Regions from separate parts of the Zea mays genome. Here region 1 is linked to region 2. Evidence: chromatin contacts called from public Hi-C data. All regions are on one chromosome and are shown on one strand. The core of a region is the stretch at or near the end of the contact, and the rest is flanking DNA. Distances in the headings are between cores, read along the strand shown. Region 1 overlaps LOC100273789 (Villin-2). Region 2 holds the start of LOC103650724 (kinesin-like protein KIN-4C).

What was found. A called contact is a pair of places that touch in the nucleus more often than the background predicts.
Region 1: a Hi-C map of tassel shows a contact between it and region 2, with 2.3 times the contacts expected there. The contact joins the enhancer-like site here to the promoter of LOC103650724 in region 2. A contact is called at or near these places in 2 of 25 Hi-C or Micro-C datasets (ear and tassel).

Annotation. Positions count from the first base shown.
Region 1 is chr3:150,910,074-150,917,460 of Zm-B73-REFERENCE-NAM-5.0, reverse strand. LOC100273789 (Villin-2) reads left to right here. Exons shown (of 24, transcript NM_001360444.1): 23 at 120-376; 24 at 688-1,070. The coding sequence ends at 801. Among protein-coding and RNA genes, the nearest start is that of LOC100273789, 15 kb to the left of the region's middle. Within about 2 kb of position 1,465, at least 11 of the 20 cell types and tissues checked have an H3K27ac peak or open chromatin away from gene starts, as enhancers often do. A contact at or near this core is called in ear and tassel, where this site is marked.
Region 2 is chr3:150,289,307-150,297,081 of Zm-B73-REFERENCE-NAM-5.0, reverse strand. It overlaps LOC103650724 (kinesin-like protein KIN-4C), which reads left to right and starts at 4,721. Exons shown (of 13, transcript XR_564338.3): 1 at 4,721-5,544; 2 at 5,790-5,870; 3 at 5,946-6,026; 4 at 6,112-6,183; 5 at 6,260-6,350; 6 at 6,459-6,484; 7 at 6,577-6,662; 8 at 7,283-7,342; 9 at 7,434-7,658; 10 at 7,758-7,775. It overlaps LOC100217216, which reads left to right. Exons shown (of 18, transcript NM_001359705.1): 9 at 95-301; 10 at 419-722; 11 at 787-946; 12 at 1,034-1,142; 13 at 1,763-1,898; 14 at 2,017-2,072; 15 at 2,157-2,456; 16 at 2,632-2,754; 17 at 3,049-3,738; 18 at 3,848-4,316. The coding sequence ends at 4,018.

The DNA of each region.
Region 1 (7,387 bases), core at 216-2,715, 620 kb before region 2:
TGTTGGTACACCTTTGCCTTTTTTATAGTTATGACTAATGGGATGCACATAGATGAAGGCCACTACCACTTTGCTGGCCCATTTATCGCTTCAAAGTTTGACACCTTGGATCAATGCAGATGTCGACCGGATTGTCATAACTCCAGCTGGCCCATCAGGCCCATCTTCTCCTCAGTCTGAAGCTGGGGAGTCCAATGTGTTTCACCAGGAAAAAGATGCTGCAGCAGATGGGGCACCGCCTGACACTGATGGAGCAGTGGCTGAGGCCGGAGAGGAAGAAACAACGGAAAATGTTGGTGAAGCGACATTTAGCTATGACCGCTTGATATCCAAATCCACCGATCCAGTTCGTGGGATAGATTACAAACGCAGAGAGGTTTGTGCCTGCACCCGTCCCCCCAGCATCCTTGAAGTGGTGAATTTTCTCTAGTGAGTAGTTATGGAGTTTTTTTTCTTGGTTCCTTGTACCAGTAAGTAACCACAGCCTTTCGCCTGCAGCTAAATCACTTGCTTCTCTTGTATTGATGCATTTGGTTCCATTGGTTCTCTTTAGACGACTCCTTATCACATTTGTCCACACATATATTCTTTTGTTGCTCGTTTGGCCAAGTATATTCATGTTGGGAGTTAGGCTTACATTGAACCTTGCTGGGCCAATCTTGCTGAAGCACTCTATTGATTCTGCAGGCATACTTATCAGATAGTGAATTCCAAACTGTTTTTGGCATGACCAAGGATGCATTCTACCGACAGCCAAATTGGAAGCAAGAACTACAGAAGCGAAAAGCAGATCTTTTCTAAAGAGAACAAGCCTTGTTACCAGTGGTCTGCTACAGTATGCAATCCTCTTGTCGTGAATGGTCGGTCCCATGAGAGTTGGTGTATTAATATATTGTTGGTCGTTTCTGAGGACGGTCTACTGGTGGCTTTGCACGGTTGTTTCTTTTTTGGCAACCAATTTTATAGGTCAATTCTTTTATTTGTATATGGCCTGGGTTGTGCTGCTTGCGAGGTCCTAAGATGCTTCTTTGTTCTTCTTTGTGAATGTCCATATGTGTATATCATTTTCTACTCGCCAGTTTGTTACGTACGGGCATTTCCTGGCAGGTTCGTCATTGCATTGTCATCTATATGTCTTGCACACGAAATATTTGTGCTGTCCGTTTTGCTGTTAATGGTTGGCAGTTGTTTGGGATTTGAACACTTGGCTGAATTCCATCATTTTCGTGTGGCTGTTGGCGCATGCTTGTCATTTCTAAATAGAAAATTAGATTTGTCTAGTGTCTGGATCAGCAGTTGTAGAAAGTGGAATTAGACCAGATTATGCTCATTGTTATCTCATGTTTTTTATCACAAACAAACACGATCATTCTACTGGTAAGCGGTTATTTCATGTACCGCCTGGAGCCCTGGACACGGCATTCCTGCCCACCGGCAGTCCGGCATCAGCTCGAGCACGTGCAAGTGCGAGGAGACGGCCGGGCCAAAGGCCGGGGCGGCGGCGCGGGAACCAGGCGGAGGCGGCAGTACTCATAGCAGAACCATACGAAAAAGAAGAAAAATCCTTCGGATTGTAATAGAATTTTGGATTGGGGTTTAAAGTCGGGTCTATAATACACTATAGTTTAGTTTCCTCTGTCCCAATTTATAATTCGTTTCACTTTTTAATCTTAAGTTTAATCACTCGTCTTATTCAAAAAGTTGTGAGAAAGATTTCATTGTGGTTTTATTTATTATCAAATATACTTTACAACATAGATTAACTTTTTTTTTTCATTTTTTTATGAATTTTTTTAAATAAGATGAGTGGTTAAACTTAAGGTTAAAAAAGTCAACGAAGTATATTTTAAAACTGAGGGGGTAGTATTTATAGTAGACAGATATAAGAACATTGTATCCAAAAACGAGGTGGAGTGAGATAAACATAGCTGTATCAGTTCTCCGACGAACAGGCAAACAGCAGCTGCAATCCCCAACTGGCATCAGATCAAGTCCACTGTCTTCTTCAATGCCAGTGCAAGGCTGCAAGCCCTCCGCGCCCAGCCAATCGATTAACATAAAAGATAAAAACCAAACTAAGCAAGCAAATTGGCTCAAAGATTTACCAACGTAGAAATCTCCAGAGGATCACAACAACCCGATAAGCGTGCGTGATCAGCAGCTGCTGGTGCAGAATATGATGAAGGCACATCTACTCTCTACCAGCAACTGATCATCAGGTGAGGTGACCTAGAGGCCGAGGCACTGCATTGCTGGTGACGCAGGTGGAAAATGGCTGGCGGCAGAGAAGGCCAACGGTAACGTCCGAGATCTCCTGAGTTGTAGTTTCATATCTGAAATCCAAGATGAATATGCTGCTCCAAATCTAATTCTTTTGAGTTGAGTTTGTTCCAAACAGTCTCTAAATAAGTTGGATCTTACCCTGAGTTAAGAGCATATCCAACAGCTCTTAATTGATTTAGCTATCAATATCTTAGATTAGTACCTCTCTGACAATATTTGAGATGTAAACAAAGACTATTCTCCAACAGCCTTTTAAAGATCCCCTGAATAAGAAGTTAACTCCCGTCTTGCATGGTGCACGCAATTGAAATGGCGCATGCTCAGCTGCACCTATGGATGACAATCCAAATGTTTCTTTGGGCTCAATTTTAATTAAAAAACGAATAGAAATAAAGTCTGACCCTAATCCTTGAACTGCACCCGCGCATGCACCACACCAACGCCGTCCACCTCGCATCGGGCGCATGCAGCAACTAAAACGGCGCACATCTCTTTCCTAACATGCATGGGAAATGGAAAAAAAAAATAGATAGGGGCGACCATGGTTGGCCTCAAATCTGTACGTGGAGGCTTTGGTTTAAGAGCGTCCAATAATTTAGAGCACGGATACTGAGTTTTTATACTTTTATACTCTTAAACTATTGTTTTGGGAATAGTAATTAGAAGCAGTTGGAGTTGCTCCCAATAAATAGTCTAATGCGGTCTACATAACAATGAACGTGACACTTTGGTACCAAATTTAATTAATTAACTTTTTTTTGGCAAAAGTGTAACGTGACAGTATGGTTGTTGATACCGCGTCCTCACTAACAGGTAAGTGTCCGATCTCAGCAATTAGCATGCGTGCGATCCTGGCAATTAGCTTGCCGTCGTACGGCCGCGTTAGGCGGAAGACATGCACGTCCGGGAAATTAGGTGCATGGCTAATTGTGTTCTTTTTTTTGTCGGTGCAAAAATGTCAAACGCTGTCATATCATGCATGCATCGTCCCGTGCACGCAATTATACATCTAGGCTTTAGTTTGGCCGCAAATTAGCCCAGGGAAGATTTCCCTCCACGTAGTTGAGAACCCAAGTCCTGTCATTTCTCAGGATAATAATCTCAAGAAATATCATTTGAATAAGATATTTAGTTATTTAGGACTTGTCGGGGATCATAATTAGGGGTACCCTCAAGACGCCTAATTCTCAGCTGGTAACCCCCATCAGCATAAAGCTGCAAAGGCCTGATGAGTACGATTAAGTCAGGGATCAGTCCACACGAGTGACTCGATCACGCTTCACCCGAGCCTAGCCTCGGCCAAGGGCAGCCGACCTCGAGAGACTTCCGTCTCGCCCGAGGCCCCCTTTTTATGGCGGACACATCACCGGCTCGCCCGAGGCCTTGGCTTCGCTCAGAAGCAACCTTGACTAAATCGCCACACCGACTGACCAAATTGCAGGGGCATTTAACGCAAAGGTGGCCTGACACCTTTATCCTGACACGCGCCCCCGGCAGAGCCGAAGTGATCGCCGTCACTCCACCGCTCCACTAGCCAGTCTGACAGAAGGACAGCGCCGCCTGCGCCACTCCGACTGCAGTGCCACTCGACAGAGTGAGTCTGACAGGCAGTCAGGCCTTGCCAAAGGCGCCACGGCGAACTCCGCTCCGCCCGACCCCAGGGCTCGGACTCGGGCTAAGACCCGGAAGACGGCGAACTCCGCTCCGCCCGACCCCAGGGCTCGGACTCGGGCTAAGACCCGGAAGACGGCGAACTCCGCTCCGCCCGACCCCAGGGCTCGGACTCGGGCTAAGACCCGGAAGACGGCGAACTCCGCTCCGCCCGACCCCAGGGCTCGGACTCGGGCTAAGACCCGGAAGACGGCGAACTCCGCTCCGCCCGACCCCAGGGCTCGGACTCGGGCTAACACCCGGAAGACGACGAAACTCCGCTTCGCCCGACCCCAGGGCTCGGACTCCGCCCTAGCCTCGGCCGAACGACTTCCGCCTCGCCCGACCCCATGGCTCGGGCTCGGCCACGACAACGGAAGACAGACTCAACCTCGGCTTCGGAGGAACCCCCACGTCGCCCTGCCTAGGGCACAGACCACCACGTCAACAGGAAGCGCTGAAAGGGAATTAGGCTTACACCTAGTTCCTAAATAATTTTGGTGGTTGAATTGCCCAACACAAACCCTTGGACTAACTAGTTTGCCCAAGTGTATAGATTATACAGGTGTAAAAGGTTCACACTCAGCCAATAAAAAGACCAAGTTTTGGATTCAACAAAGGAGCAAAGGGGCAACCGAAGGCACCCCTGGTCTGGCGCACCGGACTGTCCGGTGTGCCACCGGACATGTCCGGTGCACCAGGGGGACTCAGACTCAAACTCGCCACCTTCGGGAATTCCCTGAGGCGACTCGGCTATAATTCACCGGACTGTCCGGTGTACACCGGACAGTGTCCGGTGCGCCAAGGGAGGTCGGCCTCAGGAACTCGCCAGCTTCGGGAAACGCCAACGGCTAGTCCGCTAAAATTCACCGGACTGTCCGGTGTGCACCGGACTGTCCGGTGCGCCTCCGAAGCAACGGTCATCTCCGCGCCAACGGCTCTCTGCCTCGCATTTAATGCGCCGTCTGCGCGCGCAGAAGTCAGAATCGCCCATGCTGGCACACCGGACATCAAACAGTACCTGTCCGGTGTGCACCGGACACCCAGGCGGGCCCACAAGTCAGAAGCTCCAACGGTCAGAATCCAACGGCAGTGATGACGTGGCAGGGGGCACCGGACTGTCCGGTGTGCACCGGACTGTCCGGTGCGCCATCGAACAGACAGGATTCCCAACGGCCACATTTGGTGGTTGGGGCTATAAATACCCCAACCACCCCACCATTCATTGCATCCAAGTTTTCCACTTCTCAACTACTACAAGAGCTCTAGCATTCAATTCTAGACACACTAAAGAGATCAAATCCTCTCCAATTCCACACAAAGCCCTAGTGACTAGTGAGAGTGATTTGCCGTGTTCATTTGAGCTCTTGCGCTTGGATTGCTTCTTTTCTTTCTCACTTGTTCTTGAGATCACAACTCCATTGTAATCAAGGCAAGAGGCACCAATTGTGTGGTGGCCCTTGCGGGGAAGTTATTGTTCCCAACTTTGATTTGAGAAAAGAAGCTCACTCGGTCCGAGGGACCGTTTGAGAGAGGGAAGGGTTGAAAGAGACCCGGCCTTTGTGGCCTCCTCAATGGGGAGTTGGTTTGCGAGAACCGAACCTCGGTAAAACAAATCCGTGTGTCTCACTTCATTATTCGCTTGTGATTTGTTTTGCGCCCTCTTTAGCGGACTCGTTTATATTTCTAACGCTAACCCGGCTTGAAGTTGTGTTCATATTTATAAATTTCAGTTTCGCCCTATTCACCCCCCCCCTCTAGGCGACTATCAATTGGTATCAGAGCCCGGTGCTTCATTAGAGCCTAACCGCTCGAAGTGATGTCGGGAGATCACGCCAAGAAGGAGATGGAGACCGGCGAAAAGCCCACTACAAGCCAAGGGAGCACTTCATCGGAAGAGTCCCGCACCAAGAGGAAGGAGAAGAAGAAGATCTCCTCCAACAAAGGGAAGGAGAAGAAATCTTCTTCTCATCACAAAGAGAAGGAAAAATCTTCTTCCCACAAGCCGCATCGGAGCGGTGACAAGCACAAGAGGATGAGGAAGGTGGTCTACTACGAGACCGACACTTCATCACCTTCCACCTCCGGCTCCGACGCGGCATCCGTCACTTCTAAGCGCCAAGAGCGCAAGAAGTATAGTAAGATTCCCCTACGCTACCCTCGCATTTCAAAGCATACACCTCTACTTTCCGTCCCATTAGGCAAACCACCAACTTTTGATGGTGAAGATTATGCTAGGTGGAGCGATTTAATGCGATTTCATCTAACCTCGCTCCACAAAGGTATATGGGATGTTGTTGAGTTTGGTGCGCAGGTACCGTCAGTAGGGGATCAAGACTATGATGAGGATGAGGTGGCCCAAATCGAGCACTTCAACTCACAAGCCACAACAATACTCCTCGCCTCACTAAGTAGAGAGGAATATAACAAAGTACAAGGGTTGAAGAACGCCAAGGAGGTTTGGGATGTACTCAAAACCGCGCACGAGGGAGACGAGCTCACCAAGATCACCAAGCGGGAAACGATCGAGGGGGAGCTCGGTCGGTTCCGGCTTCACAAAGGGGAGGAGCCACAACACATGTACAACCGGCTCAAGACTTTGGTGAACCAAGTGCGCAACCTCGGGAGCAAGAAGTGGGACGATCATGAAGTGGTAAATGTTATTTTAAGATCTCTCATTTTTCTTAATCCCACTCAAGTTCAATTAATTCGTGGTAATCCTAGATATACTAAAATGACCCCCGAGGAAGTTATCGGGCATTTTGTAAGTTTTGAGTGCATGATAGAAGGCTCGAGGAAAATCAACGAGCTTGGCGACTCATCCGAAGCCCAACCCGTTGCATTCAAGGCAACGGAGGAGAAGAAGGAGGAGTCTACACCAAGTCGACAACCAATAGACGCCTCCAAGCTTGACAATGAGGAGATGGCGCTCGTCATCAAGAGCTTCCGCCAAATCCTCAAACAAAGGAGGGGGAAAGACTACAAGTCCCGCTCCAAGAAGGTTTGCTACAAATGTGGTAAGCCCGGTCATTTTATTGCTAAATGTCCTATATCTAGTGACAGTGATCGAGGCGACGACAAGAAGGGGAGAAGAAAGGAGAAGAAAAGGTACTACAAGAAGAAGGGCGGCGATGCCCATGTTTGTCGGGAATGGGATTCCGACGAGAGCTCAAGCGACTCCTCCGACGACGAGGACGCCGCCAACATCGCCGTCACCAAGGGACTTCTCTTTCCCAACGTCGGCCACAAGTGCCTCATGGCATAGGACGGCAAAAAGAAGAAGGTTAAATCCAACTCCTCCACTAAATATGAATCGTCTAGTGATGATAATGCTAGTGATGAGGAGGATAATTTGCGTATTCTTTTTGCCAACCTTAACATAGCTCAAAAGGAAAAATTAAATGAATTGGTTAGTGCTATTCATGAAAAGGATGACCTCTTGGATTCCCAAGAG
Region 2 (7,775 bases), core at 3,472-5,971:
AGATATAATGCAAGGGAAATTCTATTACCAAACATTACTATTACAGTTCAACTGTATAAAAGCTGTCTTTTGACTATTCTCCTTCTTGTAACAGCCTAACTTATACACGCTTGTTGTTCTCCTTAAAGATGCCAATGGGAAGCTTATTGACTGTGAATCATGCCAAGTGGGCATTCGTAATGTGGTCATGGCACACAAGCAAATGCTCGTCAATGGATGTCCTGTTGTGCTAAGAGGTGTCAACAGACATGAGCACCATCCACGCCTTGGAAAGACAAATTTAGAAGCATGCATGATCAAGGTCAAGATCTTCCTGTCATATTGGAGAACATTTTAAGTTTTTAACATAATAATCTCTTTGGTCTGATTTAATCATATGCCCAGGTTCAGATTCTTACAATATATCTATTTGTGACAGGACCTGATTTTGATGAGGCAAAACAATATCAATGCTGTTAGAAATAGCCATTACCCACAGCACCCAAGGTGGTATGAGTTATGTGACATTTTTGGTCTTTATGTCATAGATGAAGCCAACATTGAGACACATGGTTTTGATGAATCTAACACTTTCAAACATCCTACACTTGAACCTATTTGGGCAAATGCAATGCTTGATCGTGTTGTTAGCATGGTGGAGAGAGATAAGAATCATGCATGCATTATTGTTTGGTCTCTAGGAAATGAATCTTCATATGGACCTAATCATGCTTCCATGTCTGGTAAAATATTCTTACCTGTCAGTTTAATTTCTGTACTTCTCATCTAATGGTAACATTCTTCTAGGTTGGATTCGTGAAAGGGATCCAACAAGACTCCTCCATTATGAGGGAGGTGGTTCCAGAACATCATCCACAGATATTGTGTGCCCCATGTATATGCGTGTCTGGGATGTTGTTAAGATAGCAAAAGATCCATCTGAAACAAGGCCTCTAATTCTTTGCGAGTATGCTAAGCATGACCTCACATATTAATAACCCTTTATCCGTATTCATATGATTTGATGAAAGAACTTTTTCCTTTTGCTTTCAAGATATTCACATGCTATGGGAAACAGTAATGGGAATATTGATGCGTATTGGATGGCCATAGACAACACTTTTGGACTCCAAGGAGGTTTTATATGGGACTGGGCTGATCAGGTATCACCTATTTACTTCCATCCGCTCTTGACCTTTGCGAGATTCTAGTTTCTATAAGCCTCTAGGACTTTATTATGTGTCTCACTGGTTGGGTCAAGGTATGACTTATGACCTGCTTCTTTGATGAGTGGATAAAGTAGAACATGATTATAACAAGCCAATTTTCTTTTCTTTAACTTCCATAATTGCCTAAAAACCTTGTCAAGCTAATCTAGTACTCCCTCCATCTCAAATCATAAGTCATTTCAACTTTCTTGGAGAGTCAAAACATCTCAAATTTAGCCAAAGTTATAGAGAGAATTGCAAAGAATAATGACATCAAATCGGTAATACTGTGAAAATATAATTAATGAAGAATCTAATTATACTTATTTGGTATCATAAATGTTATTATTTTATTGTATAAATTTGGTCAAATCTGAGATGCTTTGACTCTCCAAGAAAGTATATTTTGTGGAGTACATTGGTACAATTTACAAGTGAAATGCTATAACTTACAAGTGAAATGCTATAACTTACAAGTGAAATGCTATAAAATATATCATTGATGAATTTTATTTATTTTCTTATACTATAACCATCATTTGTTTCTCACCACGATACTTTCCCTTTGTTTCAAGGGTTTACTGAAGGAGGACTCAGATGGGTCTAAATTTTGGGCATATGGCGGCGACTTTGGAGATACTCCAAATGACTCCAATTTTTGCCTCAATGGCATTGTGTGGCCTGATCGGACGATTCACCCAGCTCTTCATGGTAACCCGGAAATACTAGGGGGAAATGTTTGTCTTGGTTATCAATGTGTTAAACTAATATCTTTGTCTCTAAAGTCATTGGATGCCAACTTGGTTGACCAAATTGATTCTGGTTGCAGAAGTAAAATACCTTCACCAGCCTATCAAAATATCATCAGCAGATAATATGCTTAAGGTAACCTCTGGTTGATGTTTGCTAGTCATCGAGTTATTTTCTTATGTGCTTTGTGCTTCTAATAGCTCCATTATGATCACTCAGATTGAAAATGGACACTTTTTTGAGACAACAGAAGCTTTGGACTTCAGTTGGGTTCTTCATGGAGATGGTTGTGTCTTGGGCTCTGGTCCATTGAATATTCCAACTTTGGCACCACAAACTAGTCAGCTCATCAACATGGAATCATCACCTTGGTTTGCCCTTTGGAGTGCCTGTGCAGCAAAAGAAGTATTTTTGTCTGTGAATGTGAAACAAAGGCATGAAACACGATGGGCTAAAGCTGGTCATCTCTTGGCTTCAGCACAACTGTGTTTGCCTCAGAAAAATGGCTTTGTCCCCAGCGTATGTTTTCTCAGCCTGATCTTGTTTACTACTATACTCCTGTTTGGCTGTTTCGTCCTCATCGTCTAACAGCTTAATACTATTTTACTCCTGTTTCGTCCTCATTGTCTCACAGCTTAGTGTTACTTTACTCCTGTTTCTTCCTCGTTGTCTTACAGCTTAATATCATCTTCAGGTGATAGCATTGTCCAGTAGCCCTTTGGTCTGTGAACGCATTGGTGATAATGTAACCATCTGCAAGAATAATGCCTGGAAAATTAAAGTAAACAGTCAGTTGGGAACAATCGACAGCTGGAAGGTATGTAGAATGTTCATGGGGAGTTAAGAAACATGGTGTCCATACTTGTATGTAGTCAATTAATAAAATTATTAATACATGCCAACAGCACTAACCTAGGAAAAGTGTAAATCAAGTGGACTGATAAATCTGTCATAGAATGCCCTGTACTCATAGGTATATCTCCATCGCGTCTTGGGTGCAAGCGCGATCAGCATTATGTTGGTTTAAAGGTCCCAATAGTAATTGGCTTTACATAGAGAAAGGAACCAAAGCCTTAAAAGTTAAAACTCATGGTTCTTTTGCAAACAACAGGTCAACGACGTTGAGCTTATGAGCAAGGGGATACTCCCATGCTTTTGGCGCGCACCAACTGACAACGACAAAGGAGGTTTCTTCACCAAGCCATATGACTCGCGATGGAGAGAAGCCTTCCTCGACAATGTCTCGTTCCACAGCAGCCAGTTCTCTGTCAAGGAGTTGCCGGACAACACCGTGGAGTTCTCCACCCTCTACTACGGTGTTCCCGGGCACCTACCCAAGCCTGACGACGAAGCCTCCGAGTCCATTCTCTTCCGGGTGAAGATGGTATGCCGGATCCACGGGTCAGGCGACGTGGTTCTCGACTACGAGGTAAACCCCAGGAGCGACCTCCCTCCCCTTCCCCGGGTGGGCGTCGTGTTCAGCGCCGGGAGGTCCCTGAGCCACGTCACGTGGTACGGGCGCGGGCCCTTCGAGTGCTACCCGGACCGCAAGGCGGCGGCGCACGTCGGCGTGTACGAGAGCAGCGTGGAGGAGCTGCACGTGCCGTACATTGCCCCCGTGGAGTGCGGCGGGCGGGCGGACGTCAGGTGGGTGGCACTCCGCGACGCCGGCGGGCTCGGCCTGTACGCGTCGGCGCACGGCGGCTCCCCGCCGATGCAGATGAGCGCGAGCTACTACGGCGCCGCGGAGCTGGACAGGGCAACGCACGTCCACAGGCTGGTGAAGGGGGACGACATCGAGGTGGGGAAGCTTTTTGTTTTTGCTTTTGAGCTCCTGGCTGGCATCGGCCGAGCTGCTGCGAAGTGGTCGGGGAGGAGTGATGGCTCTCGGCTTCGTGTTTGTTTCGCAGGTGCATCTTGACCACAGGCACATGGGGCTGGGCGGCGACGACAGCTGGTCGCCGTGCGTGCACGAGCAGTACCTGCTGCCGCCGACGCGGTACGCCTTCTCCCTGCGGCTCTGCCCCCTGCTGCCGTCGTCGTCGTGCCATGACATCTACAGGTCTCAGCTCCCCAGCTGATGGTGCCGTGTGCCGGAGACCCGTCGACGTCGAGCCTTGGGAAACAACAATGAACGCAATGGCCTGGCCAGTGAATGAAAGTATATAATATTGTAATAAAGCAGAGACGTATTAGCTCCTGCAACGGCCTCGCGATCGCCTGGATATGTCTATGCTGAGGGGGTGTTTAGTTAACTAATAACCTAACTACATATGGCGCCAAGTTACTAAAACTTAATAAATAACTATTACTAACTAATAAATAGTAACTGAATTCCTAACTTAATAAATACTTCCTCCGTTTATAAATATATGACACCGTTGATTTTTTAAAAACAACTTAGATCACTCGTCTTATTAAAAAAAATAATGAGTTACCATTTATTTTTTATGGTTTATTTGATCACTTAAGATAGTTTGTGCTTGATTTAAAATTTTACTTTTTTTAAAAAAATATTTTAAATAAGATGAGTGGTCAAAATTTTCGAAAAAAAGTTAACAGTGTCATATATTTGTGAACGGAGGTAGTAGTAAGTACCTAAGTAGCTAACCTACTACTAACTAGCTACCAACAAAATTAATAGCTATATAAACTAGTATATAGCTCGTGTTAACACTACGATCAGCGACATGAGGGGAGGGATTGACGGCGGCATCAGCGACACGAGGGGAGGGGTTGGTGGTGGCCGCACGAGTGAAGGGGGTGGGGAGGAGGTTATGGGATAGGGTCTCGGTGAGGGAGAGGAGGGATGATCCAAATAATATTGTCCATTAGATTTGAATAAGAGAGGGAGTATCCAACGATCTGAACCGTTGATTTTGATGGTTTGCTAAGTTTGCGTGTAATTTGTTTGGTGGATTTAGTGAAGTTTATGGGTGTAGGGGTGATTTGGTTGATGTGCCTTGCAAAGTCTAAACTGATGGATTATATAGCGTTATAAATAAACAACTACTGCTACTCTACTAGTTAATAACTACACTAGTATAATATTCATGTGTTCGACAAAATTTTCTTAATTCTAATTGTCCGGGCGTATTGTGGCGGACGACATATAAATATTCGATAAAATGTTAACTCATAACAATCATCGACTTCAGTATATCACATATTCTTTACTAGCAACCACCGATGGGAAAGGTAATGCTGGGGTGCGGCGGCGGCGTTTGGCGAGTCGGAGGCCAGCAATATAGCCTTGATGTTGCCTATGGCTTTGCAGAAGAATTTGGGTGAGGGAAGCGGTGATGGGAACTAGATCAGCTACTTCAGCAAAAGGAGGTACTAGTCCCCTGTCTCTACTATTTTGACCACTTTGTTTCTTAACACTAGCCTTTTATTTCTAATTTACATGTACTGACGTAGTTATGTATCCTCAATCTGCTAGCCCATTATTTTTTGTCTTGATTCACCTTGTAGAGTATAATTATACCTCCTTTTCATGTTTCAAAAGGCAGAGATGAAACAATTTGCCAAGAGTGATATTTTTGTTCTCAAGCAACATTATGAAAAGAAATTAGATGACTTGGAACAAGAAAATAAAGCTCTTCAGGTTTTTACTAGCTTACCTTGCGGACACTATGCTCTTTTTTCCCCTGAATTCTTGTTTGTAGAAAGAAATAGAGAATCTTCACCATGCATTAACCAATGTATGTTCTTCTATGGATGAGAATGCTCAAAAACTGAAAGAAAACTATCTTCAGAAGCTGAATGCACTTGAATCCCAGGTTTGTACATTCAGCTAAATGCTTGTTGCATTGCATTTCTCATCATATGCTAAGAACACACCATTTGCAGGTCCATGAGCTCAAGAAACAAAAAAGTGATGAGGCAGCAAAGCGTTTACAAGAAGATATTCAGCATATAAAATCTCAGAAGGTGTTTTTTCCTCAAAATGTTTCTTAATGCGATTTAAGTTTTTTTCCTGACATATATTCCTTTCATTCCATGTAGGATCAGCTTCAACAAAAGGCCAAGCAAGAGTCTGAAAAATTTATGTCTTGGAAGGCTGCCCCTGAAAAGGAAGTAATACAGGTACTTGTTCTTAACATGTTGATCATGTTTATGAACTTCTTTCTCAAAGATCTCGTTGTGATAGTGCTGTATATCCATTAATTAGCTCAAGAAGGAAGGGAGACGAAATGAATATGACATGCACAAGCTCTTGGCTTTAAATCAGAGGCAAAAAATGGTAAATTCTTCATTTTTCCTCTTTCAGCTTTAAGATAGCATGATTGTCGCCTACACCATTCTGCTTGAAATTGTAGGTCTTACAGAGGAAAACTGAAGAAGCAGCAGCTGCTACAAAAAGATTCATGGAGTTGCTGGAAGCAAAGAACTCATCACTTGAGACATATGGTAGGAAGTGATGTCCAATGGCTTCATATTTTTACCATTAGGTTTCATGTGTGCTCATTATTCCTAGCTGGTTATACTTTTACTAGTTTTGGTTTCTTGTTTTTACAGGCAGTGGAAATGCTTCGGGGATGCAGGTATCCTTCGAGAAATCTTTGTTAGGGAATGAATAAACTATTTCCCATCTGTGTTCTGTAACGTGTCTGAAACATTATTTTTATGTCACTAGGCCTTAATGCGAGCTGTTGATGATGAACTGGAAGTCACTATAAGAGCACATGAATTACGCTCGTATTACCAGCGACAAATGCAAGAGTAAGTCTTTGTTTTGCATTGATAATTTGTAGATCCTGACCTTCTAGAGTTTTCGTTATTTTGTGGTGCGCTATATGCATGTATGAGCATTATTTTTGGGCAATTTTTTTATGATGAGATAGATAGATTTGTAGTTATTCAATTAAATATGAACTCAAGATAATTTGCTATTGTGCTCCCTTGTTGTTAGACCACTTGAGAATTAGATTTGGGCCAATCCATAGGGCAGTGACTATAAATATTGAATAGGTTTGCTTCCTTCTGCCATGCTGTTTGATTTCCCAACACATAATTCTGTGAAGAGAAATAATGGGCTAGTAGTAAGATTTTGCACTAACCATAATATAAATTCAAATTCCTGGCGAAACCGTGGCATCATTAACTGTCTCCAAAAATACTGACTTGATATACCTATATCAATCATTCACCCCTTTTCTTTCTAACCTTAGCGACATAATATGTGAACTGTAGTTGAAATATGATTAACCTGAGCAGCATAATATTTATATATTAATATATGTACTGTAATTTAAATATGGTGGATTCTTTATACATTTTGTACAACATTAGCTTTGGACAACTGCCCCTGTTTGAAATTTCTTTTTTCCTCCTTAAAACAGGAGAGCAGCAATATCCAAGGAAATAGCAAAGCTGGAGGAGGAACCAAAGCACAAGATGAGGTTTGGTGATTTACATCTCTTTTGCTTTTAGGGGTTAAGTGATCTGTTTCAGTGTCTCTGAATTGTCGCTTATTAGCTGTTATTTCTGTAGTGATTGTCCTCAAGCTATGTCTCCTAGTGCTAGAAGTTTTAGGATATCAGCATTAGAGAACATGTCCTCATCATCAAGCGCTATGGTGTCTATGGCTTCTCAACTATCAGAAGCAGAGGAGCGGGAGCGGGTATTCAATGGTAAAGGTAGATGGTATCATGTCAGGTCCCTCCCAGAGGCAGAGAACATAATGAACCACCTTTTCCAGTTAGCATCATCTTCAAGGTATGCTATAATTTGCATCCCTTCAAAGGATTTTATGATGGATGCTATGTATGTGCATTCTTGGTTTGCAGATTCTTATTTTCTGTATTTTGCTTTTAGGTGTAAAGAAAAAGAACA